Linked DNA regions of Zea mays: region 1 is linked to region 2. Evidence: chromatin contacts called from public Hi-C data. All regions are on one chromosome and are shown on one strand. The core of a region is the stretch at or near the end of the contact, and the rest is flanking DNA. Distances in the headings are between cores, read along the strand shown.

The links. A called contact is a pair of places that touch in the nucleus more often than the background predicts.
Region 1: a contact with region 2 is called in a Hi-C map of leaf, with 6 times the contacts expected there. The contact joins the promoter of LOC100502506 here to the promoter of LOC100384592 in region 2. A contact is called at or near these places in 10 of 25 Hi-C or Micro-C datasets (bundle sheath, ear, endosperm and 3 more).

Annotation. Positions count from the first base shown.
Region 1 is chr9:35,694,218-35,699,589 of Zm-B73-REFERENCE-NAM-5.0, forward strand. It overlaps LOC100502506 (Aluminum-activated malate transporter 9), which reads right to left and starts at 4,107. Exons shown (of 6, transcript NM_001196984.1): 1 at 3,569-4,107; 2 at 2,144-2,281; 3 at 1,777-2,046; 4 at 1,453-1,589; 5 at 1,219-1,365; 6 at 214-1,141. The coding sequence starts at 3,986. The coding sequence ends at 404.
Region 2 is chr9:35,943,507-35,948,949 of Zm-B73-REFERENCE-NAM-5.0, forward strand. LOC100384592 reads right to left here and starts at 1,450. Exons shown (of 7, transcript NM_001397525.1): 1 at 1,294-1,450; 2 at 1,131-1,214; 3 at 848-1,033. The coding sequence starts at 1,396.

The DNA.
Region 1 (5,372 bases), core at 2,857-5,356, 250 kb before region 2:
ATTCTAATTCGCAAGACAGTAGTCTATACAACCCTCGTCTATATATACATTAAAGACAACCAAAACTAACGAAGAACAAGGTATCACAGTGATACAAAAAGACAAGATCAAATTTCCTGGTGAGTGCAAAAAAATATATGAAAAGCTGGCTTTTCACAGGATATACATACGTGCAATCAGTCAGGGCGCTGAAAACACAATACAGCAGATGCAGAGATCAACATTTACCAGATTGATGATTTCTGTAGCTGTAAACTGAACTCCAGCAATACAACTTGCAATCATCTGATTGCACATTTACAAGTTTAGTGTACATTCCGTACCCCCAAATTAATTTTAAAAAGGGAAACTGGATGCCAAAACAGGATCCTTAGAGTTAGCCTTCACAGGATCCGTGTCAACTCTAGAAACCTACAAATTTGCACAGTTTATCGAGAAACCTAACATTACTTGTGCTAACTGCAGTAGGCTCCACCACAGGATCCTTAAAGTTAGCCTTCTCACTCAACTCTTCAAATGCGTTAACAACATTCTGTAGTCTGGCAACAAACTCAATCAGGAGTGATGCAAATGTAGCCAAGGACAAGGCACTCGCGCTTTCATATGTTTGGGAATCCTCATCTTCAAGTGGTATGTTTGGATGGAATGATTTACGAGCAGGCCAAGAAAGTGCTGGCTTAAAACCGTCAATTGTTGACGCTGAATCATATCTGCTCAGAAATGAATTTGCAAGAAAGCTCTTTGACTGATGCACTAAAGTTTGATCAACTATGGTAGGTTCCAGCCCTCCATTGTTGTTTTCTTTGGATTTGTTTTCTTTTTCGACAGCACTGGTGCCATCATCCTTGTTTTCTTTGTTCTTGTTTTCCGTTTCCACAGCACGGGTACCATTTACAACTTCTTTGATTCCTTGAGCTTGCTTGCTAGCATCCCATCGTTCAGTGTTCACCAGAAGATATGACTTCTCATCAATCTTTTTTTGCAGCTCTTCAGCTGCCATGTGCACTTCGAACAGAATACCTGAAGAACTCAGCTTGGTCATTGTCTTAACTCTGCTTCCGAGCTCGCGCAATACTTTAGCTCCTTCCTGTCCCACTCTTTGAATCTCTGCAGAAAATACTCTTCTGCTTTCTGGTGGTGCCTAATGTCCATAATATATTTGTTTAGAAAAAAAAAGAAGAATCTCAACAGTTCGTTGTTGACATTAAATGGACAAACCTGAATTTCTGAAAGAATGCAACCATGTAATGCCATTACTGCAAAGGAACAGTGCCTCAATGCTCCACTAACTTTGGTGAAGCTCCTCCAAGGATAGTTCATTGTTTTGTAAGGCCCATGGGGTGGCTCCCATATAGCAAAGCCAAGCTGAAAACATACTAGAAATTAGCTAATCAAATTCATCAAAATACACATGGCAGACTGTTGATTGTTGAATATGGAACAAGCACAAACCAGGGTTTCTTCCTGTGCTGATGCCTCAACAGCTGCCCTGTACCCACTATATACAGGATCATCAGATGCTTGATACACAAGTATTTTTGAAGGAATCCTTTCATATTCCATGCATCTCAGATATCCATCAACACAACCTAGAGCAAATGTTCAACGAACCATATCGAGCATATAAGACCTTGATGTCATTAGTTTGGTAGATTTGGCAAGAAATAAACAAATCAGATGCACGTATAATCGATAGCCAGTTGACCAAGGACACGAAAAAATAACATTTCCAACATTGGAAATACTCTGAATTTTGAGCAGGATGCAAGGTCATACCTTCCAAGGATTTTGCAACACCAGTGAAATTCTTTGCTATCAAGTTATGCAAATCCTCTCCCGCCCAGATTGGGTAGATGCCTACATTGATTCCAAGACTGACAGCAGCACCAATAGCAATCAATATAAATCTGCTTGTAGCTGTATCAGTGAATTTCCCAGTGTTGTACCCAGAGACCATAACGTAACAGAATGTCAACAAGAACACACGGAATCCATACTCATACGGCTTCATCTTCGGATGTAGCTTTGTCAATGTTGTGAAAAAGGCTACCAATATAAACAAGGAAAATTGCACTTTAGATATATTCATAGGCCGCTTTGAGAGAGAAAAAAAATCGATTGCTCTCAGAATGTAAGTGCTTACCAACAATAAGGATGCTTGTTATAAGAATAACTTCCTCCAGTTTTCCCAGGTGTTTGGACAATTCTGCAACTACTAGAGCAAAAGCTCCTGCGGTTAGTGTCCCCAATCCCCGATTAAACCCTTTGCTTAAGGTTGCACCTGCATCACAGCACTGATTCGAATCAATTACAGAATATGTGAAAAAAGACAGACCCAGCGCCAGAGGATCTAACATAAGTGGGGGTCTGTGGAAGGGATAAAACAAGGCAAACCTTCCCCTCCAAATACAGAGAGGCTGTCGTATGAACAAATGAATTTGCAGGTGTGCACAGCAAATGGAATCATCTTCTCCAGGTTGAAAACTTACTGTGTAAGGGTCTAAGTAGTAGTGCTAAGCAAAAAAGAAAAAAAGCAAGTACCTTAATAGACCAGTGACAAAAACGAAAGGTATAAAAAAAGGACAGCTTCCTTAGTGGCACATAAAAAGAAGCAATTGTCTATGTTTTTTTTAACTTTCTGCATCACAGAAACAACCTACAACATTTAACAACCAATCTTACATTTTCTTCCAAAATTTATTTCTTTAGTCCATTTGAGTAGTCATTGTTTTCTGAGCTCTTACATTAGACCTACACAAAAAGGGTTTCCAAATAACTTTGATGATACCCTTTCTTTAATAAGAAATTGTGACTGAATTAAAGTTTAAGGTATGATAGTTTGGACTTTGAAGATGTCTCAAGAAGCATCTGCCCTAAATTTTTAAGAAGTTGTGGTCCATCATCATTATAAATGTAGTTTAAAAGTTACACATCCCACTGCACACAGGTTTGAAATAAAATATGCCAGCCAACAGCATAAACTACGCAAGCATAATTTCTTAATCCATCTACCACCTGGTCTTCAGCAATGTCAAAAGCCGCTCTATCACCAGGTCTTCGACAATGCCAAAAAACAGGGGGCCACGTTCAACAGATGGACAAAATGGAAGACGAGTTTTCCTGTCTCTGCACGGAACAACTGATTTGCTCGGTCACCTAAAAGTGGACCCGTGTTGTACATTGCTGGGACTACAAACCTAACATCTCTAGTATCATTACCCAAAAAGAAGAGATCTCACAATGACATTTTTGAACTGGCAGGCCCGCATAATTTTGAATGCAACGGCAGTTGCTGATCTGCAGATCAGATGAAGATTGGACGGAACTGTTTATTCACCGCTTCGATTTAATACTATATTACTATATATATATGGACATGCTCCAAGAACTGATGTGTCGGAACAGAGACGAGGGCAGCACAAAGATGACAGCAAAAGTTGAAGGCACGCAAGAGATTTGACAAAAAGGAAGGAATTCCAATGAAGACTGAACAGTAGAAGGACCATAGCAAAGGCGACACCTTGAATCTAACCCAAGCAAACCCAGAGAAGTAAAAGGCGGCGCGCACCGATGCTGAACTCGAAGACGACGACGACGGTGAGGATTGCCCAGACGGAGTGGCTGACGATGTCGCGCGGCTCCCGGAGGAAGACGAGCAGCGAGATGAGGGCGAGCGCGAGCGCAACCTTCCCCGCGAACACGGGCTTCCGCGGATCGGCCCGCGCGAAGGCCCACAGCTCCGCCACCGCGCCGCACGCCGCCCCCCACCAGCGGGCAACAACGCCGCCAGCCCGCCGGAGCAGGCCCTCCTTGGGCAGCTGCTCCCCGTCCCCGGCGATGCCGCCCTGGGAGGTCGTCGGCAGGGTCCAGGCCGAGGAGAGCAGCGGCACCGCCGCCCCGCGCTGGTCCTCCAGCGTCGACCACAGCGACCCCAGTCGCGCCGGCGACGCCGGTGTTGCCGTCCGCGCGGCCGAGGCCACGGCCATTGAAGCGATCGGCGGAAGGTTACGGTTTACGGCCTTACGGGGGGATGGATCGGCCGGTGGGGCCTGCAGACGATCCCGAGCGAATCGCAGTACTGGGATTGTTTGGTCAGGAACTCAGGAGTCAGGACGCTCGGGTTTGGCTTCCCGGAGATGTGCAGACTGCAGAGAAGAGTGCAGTGCGCTGCTCTGTCTGCTTACCGTGGCTGCGACACCTCGACTGTTTGTATCGGGAAAATTGCTTTTTTTAGTTCGTTTGTCGGCTGAACAAAATACATCGTCATTTTCTCGCGCTGGCTCAGTTATTCACATGTTTTTTAGACCCAATAATTCTAAAATGTGACTTTTACCGTCTGCTGCTGCTTCGTTCTTGGCCACCCAATGGCTCCGAGTGGCATCGCTACAACCTCAAGAGAAAGGTGTAATACCCAAAATTCTATTTTAGAATTTATAAAGGGTTCTCTAGAAAGTTTGACTTAAAATACAAAAATGCATGTTAATAGATTCCTTCCTTTATAAAGTATATCTCTAATAAAATAAATAAATAACAAAAGAGTTTTGATTTATTAGAATGGATTACCCTCTTCAAGGGCTATATAAAATATTTTTTAATATGTTAAAAGCAACTCTTGATAAATATATTATATTAACGTTTTCTAGATTAGAGAAAAATTAATATTTAACTTTTTGATGTACTTCTGATCTGTATATGCATTTAAGAGTGATAAAGTTCTAAAATAAATAACGGGTGAGAATTTTATTTACATTAAATAAACGCATCTATATATATGAAGATAAATAAAATAAACCTTGCATCACATGTTGTTGTTTTGGTTGCTGCATGATAATCTTGTGAATCATAACTAAATGGAATTTGAATCCAAATTGCCACTTTGAAAGAGAGAAAACAAAACAGAAAATAAGTAAAAGAAATGGATGAAGCTTTCTTCTGCGTGGGCCAAATTCTCCTCGTCCCGACCTAGTATTGCCGCTTCCTCTCAAGCCCGTGTGCGGGCCCATTCTCCCCCATCACACCTGCACTGCGTGCGCGTGCATATCACTTTATAAGGTGTAACCATCTTTTGTTTTTGTCCTATAATATAAGGCATGTTCTCTCTAAGCATACGTACCTTAATGTAATAATATAGAGAGAATTAAATACATTTTTTGTCTTTAAACCAGAGATGGTTACATCTTATATATTGAGAGAGAGAGAGAGAGTAATGATCAGCACATATTAGTCCATAAATTTACATATGATCCCTACACTCTTCAAAAATTTAACCCGCAACCTTATTTTTACACCCGAGCCCTCACTTCTATTATTGTAGTTGCGCGCAAGTTCCTAGAATTTTTATATATGCCCCTGGAAGCTATTTCTAATATAAA
Region 2 (5,443 bases), core at 200-2,699:
CATAGTGGAGGTACAGTGTAAAATTTCCAATTGTACCTACCTTTAGTGACATGAGATGAGACAGGAGATATTGCTAACAATTTAAGGGAACCAAATCATAGAAACATTTTTCCTAGTGAAGAGGTCTATTTGCTCAACTTCTGATATGTGAAACAGGAAGTAAGGGAGCTGATTTCTCATATGCCTGATTTTGAAGGGTTTTTCAGGCGATGATAGCAGCCATTAGGTCTTAGATGTCGTTTGATTCATATATTTGTAACGTGAACAGTAATCGATAACGTTAAACCATGTTTGTTTAAATCCAACAGTAATCAGATACCACACTAGAAACTAATACCGTCATATCCAAACTTGTTACCGCTGGTAATCGAACGTGAATCATTACCGTTGCTATTTATGTTACATTTGGTGAACTAAACAACACCTTAAGTCTAACCATCTAGAAAACCAGCACTATACATCTACTTTCTCTTCTCAATCCTTGATTCCAGGCACCTGTGCTATAGGAAACGTGAGGAAGTAAACCAGCACATCAACAAAGGGAAGTGAAGGAGAAAAAAAAACCTGCACGAGAACGATGGTTCCATAAACATGGGGAACGATCGCAAACAGCTATTATTTCATATTGTCCATACTATAGCAATGAACAAAATAGTAGGCATTTCGCAATCGAGGAACAGCGCTTGATGAAGTCAGCATGCAACATCAGCCCCTACCAACCACCACCAATAACTCCCTCCCTAACTACTCACATCACCGAGGGAAGCATCATCGAGGGAAGCAGAATCCCATGAAGACTGGAAAACCTGAAAAGGACAGGGAGTGGTCGGAGGCAGAGCGTGCTCACATGGTGACAACGGCAGCTGGACCCTGTAGATGTTGCTGTTGATGGAGTCGAGCAGGAGGAGGTCGCCGGCGCGGTTGATCTGGGCGGCGTGCGGCTCGATCCCCAGCTTGCTGCCGTCGAACACCGTGTCCACCGCGTACCCGCCCTCGTACCGCACCATGGACCGCCCCGCCACGGACGCCGTCGCTGCCGCCGACACCGCCAGAGACCGGAAGAGCAGGCACACCCGGTGAGGAAACAAGAATCAGAGAGGGAAAAGACGACGCCACGGTCCGGCGATTACCCGTCTTGGTGGCGGCCGATTTGAGCGACCACAGCTGCTTGGCCACCGCCGACGCCGTGGTGGACAGGAGCCTGCCCGCAAGCCCTGCCATCCGACGTGGAATAAGACTAATCAGCAAAGGAAGCGCAGCGAACGAGACGGTGGGGCCGCAGAAGGAGCTCACTTGCGGGGTACGAGGACGTGGCGAACGCGGATGGGAAGAAGGCGCCGAACAGGAGTGCGGCGGCCAGGAGCGCCACTCGCCCTGGCGCCGCCATAGCAACCATTTGCTTACTTGCTCTGCCTCTGGGCTGACAGAGTAATGCAAGAACCAAGAGCCGAGAGAGGGAGGAGCTTGCAGGGGGGGAGTGGTGCCTGTGCTTATGGTGAAGGGAAACGTGAAGAGGGCGAGGAGGCCATTTGGGGACAAAGTAAAGAAGGTTCAGAAAGCACCAAGGATGCGGCCTCTTTTGGGGCCCGGCATTTCCCGCTCGCCGTCGCTGGGTGGAAAAGGAGGGAAGAGAGACGCAAGAGGGAGACAGAGAAGGCGTATAAGCGACGAGGGAGGGAAGAGTGACGAGAGAGACGACGAGGGGTCTGCTTAACGAGCACATTTTATCATTTTATCCGCGTGTCCATAGCTAAAAACCCTATATGGTGCAGATTTGAGTGAGTTTATAACCGTGGATACCGCTATGAATTTGATTTTCAATTCGATAGGTTTTTCCTCGTGGATATGAAAATGTTATACCCGTGCCGGTAAACCCACATACCCGTAATATATATATATATATATATATATATATATATATATATATATATATATATATATATATATATATATATATATATATATATATATAAAATTATAATTATAATTATATGCCCGCGAAAATACCTATGGATTTGTGGCACCCGCGGGTAGCGGATATGAGTAGCATATTGTACCCGTCATGTGTAACGGATACTGGTGTGGGTTTAATAGCAAACCCACGGATGCGGGTTTGAAAACCCTCTACCCACGGGTTTCAAACCCGTTGCCATCCCTATGTCTGCCGGTGACGCTCTCACCCGCTGGCCGCCACTGCTCTTATTACTCGCTATACCTGTACATGTGGGCTGGTGTGACGGGCACGACACAAGCCCACAAAAGCATATCACCAATTATGGGTCGTGTCGTGCCAGCACTGGGCTCAGCCGTCGGCCCACAGCACGACCCACAATTAGTTATGTATGCCAGACCAGCCCAAATAGCCTAGAATATCTTAGTGTGCCAGAACAGCCCATATACATACAACAATAATACATAAACATAAAGTATATAATATATAAAATGACCAATAGCTATTTTGTGGTTGTCACGTTATTACCTTTGGTCAGAAAGAAGAAAGACTACAACTAGCTCAGAAATAATATTTAGTTCTCTGTTCAATATTTAGTTGAGTACTATACAACCATAAGAAATACATATACAATGATCATCATCACTATCCCCGTCTTGCCTTCGAAGGCCCATTGAAGCTCTGGATTCTCCAAGTTGTGTTAGTCCTATGTGCTTTGACATGCCTTAGTTAAATACTAAGTCTATGTTTAGTGTGCTTCGATGGGCCTTAGTTAAATGGGTCGTGCCAGGCCGGCCCGTGGGTTTGACTTGAGGCCCAGGCACGGGCCACACATTGGGTCGTGCCAGACCCAGGCCCACAATTATGTTGGGTTATGCCTGGAATTGTGTGCTTTGAGTCGGTCTATTAGGCACAACACAAATGTACACCTATACTACTCGCCGCCTTGCCTTCGACTATACATGTCCAGATGGGTAAAATAGTGAGGTCTAAACATTTGAATAAGTTGCACACACCTATTATAATGTCTTTAGCACTTTGATTTGGTCTCCAACTTAGTTTCTTGAGAAAAGTGCCTTTTGACTTAGTTTGAGACAAAATAGGAATCATGGTGAAAAGATAAGAAAGATGTGAGTTTCCATGACTTAGTTCAATTGATTATACTCTAACAATGTTTGTCTACTCTAACAATGTTTGTCTATGTCGTAGGAAAGCTCCAAAGAACTGCCAAAACAAAGTGGAGAAGTTTAGCTCAAATGAGCTAAGTCTCGGCTGATCTAGGGCTCACCAGATCGGTCCGGTGGTACACCAGACCGAGTTACCAGAGAGCCCCTCAGGAGGCTTTGGGGGCCTAGCACATTGGAGCTTGCACCAGACCTCGACTACAAGAAAGAAGTTGTAACTAGGATTTTTTCTTTAAAAATCACCAGACCATGGTCCGGTGGTGCATCGAACCTCATGGGTAACGGCTACTTCGGGCTTTGACGAACAAACAATGGCTAGCTGACGTGTAAGACAGTTCGGTGCAAGGCAGTTATGGAAGCCACCAATCAGAATCCTGTAGTGTGTGCTACTTTACCTGGTCCGGTGCGTCATTGTGCAGAGCAGTTTTTGGAGGAAATAAGCAACGACTAGTTGGGGTTTTTGGGCTATAAATAGCCCCCCTAACCAGCCTACTTGACCACCCAACATTATTAAGAGCTACACATCACTCTGATTCATTTGTGTAGCACCGTCATTAGATTCTAGAGAGATTCTAGCACCTTTTTGAGTTGAGATAGACATCTTTTGAGTTGTGCTAGTGTTCTTGGTGTTGTGTTGTTGCATTTTGCTCTTGTGTTGTGTTCTACTTCTCTCTCTCTCTTACTATTCTTGGAGATTGTGCTCCCATCAAACTTGTGTACGGTTGCAAGAGACTTCGATCTATGGAGATCCTTGCGAGGAGATTATTTGATAAGGAAGACTGTGGGCTCAAGTTGATCATTTGATCACTTGAGAGGTGTTGAGTGCAACCATTGTCCTTTAGAACACCACAACATCGAGTAGGCAAGTATTTGAGGTTTGACCAAACCACCAAAAATCGTTGTGTCTTGTGTGCTCTATTCTTATTGTGATTTGTTCTTTCTCTCTACTCTAAAGTTCTTGATCTACACTTGAGTTTTTGCCCTTGGACTAGTTCGGAAATTAAGTTGGGCATCAAATGCAAGAACTTCCCCACCTCTTTTTATTCTCTTGGATCTTGGCTTTACACTAATCATTAGTTTGGATCCAACTTTGTTTTATGTTGTGATTATTTTAGGATCACCTATTCACTCCCCTCTAGGTGACTATCAAAGACAACAAACAAAATAAGAGAGAGGGAAAGAAAGGATAAGATAAAAATAGAAAATATAAAGGAGAGGCACATATATAAAGTCAATGGGATTCATTAAAAGACAGTTTAAATGAAGAGGATGAAAAAGTAGCAAGTATAGCCACTCAAAAGACATCCAACAAGTCAAGGCTATTCAATAATTTATCTAATGATGAAGATCTCTCCCCTCACATTTGTCTCATGGCTAAGGGTGGGAAGGTAAAATCCAAAACTCTCTCTATTGATAGCTCATCTAGTAAAGAATATAGTTGCAATGAATTTAGTGATGACGAAATGGTTAAATTTATTAGAAAGCTAGATGGCCAAAACAAACTCTTTATCTCTAAATTGATGGGTGAACTTGAAAGTGTTAAAGATGAGTTTGACACAATTGAAGAAACTTCGATTAAGCAAGGAGCTCTTTACATTGATAATAAAAAGATCTTGTTTTTGAAAGACGTGAAAAAGAAGCTTTACACAAGGTGTTAGCCAAAGAGCAAGAGAAACATGCTATCATGAAGAGAAAATATAATGAACATAAGCAAAAAATATTGTAATATTGATGAGGAATACATTGGGTTGAAATTCATTTGAATGCTCTACATGCTATCTGTTAAAAAACATTCTAAAAAAGAGATATATCAGTTTCTTATTCAAATAATAAAGTTTGTGAAAGATGTGCTCATGTTGCATTAGATTATAAAAGACACTAAATTATTAATATTGCTCAATGACTTATATTATGCATCTACCTGTAACACCTCGTCCAATCTCGGACCAGCGGTACTTACTCCTGGTAGCTCTCTAGGATCATATATTGTCCCCACAGACCAACACGAGTCTTTTGTGCGCACTTTGTCCTCACTTATACGCACCTGATAAAACTTCCCGGTCGGTCACCCATCCCAAATTGCTCCAAGCTAAGCACACTTAACTTGTAGGTTCTTTCGAGATAGGCTTCCGAAAAAAGACGCACCTTGTTGATATGAGTATTCTATTAATTCTATTAAGCCTTGGGCCAGGATATCACCATCTCAGGGCCCAGGATATCACAATCCACCCCCTTAGAAGACTGACGTCCTCATCGGTTAACCCCAATCCAGGAACCTCCCTCTTAGCCACATATGTGTGTCTAGTGT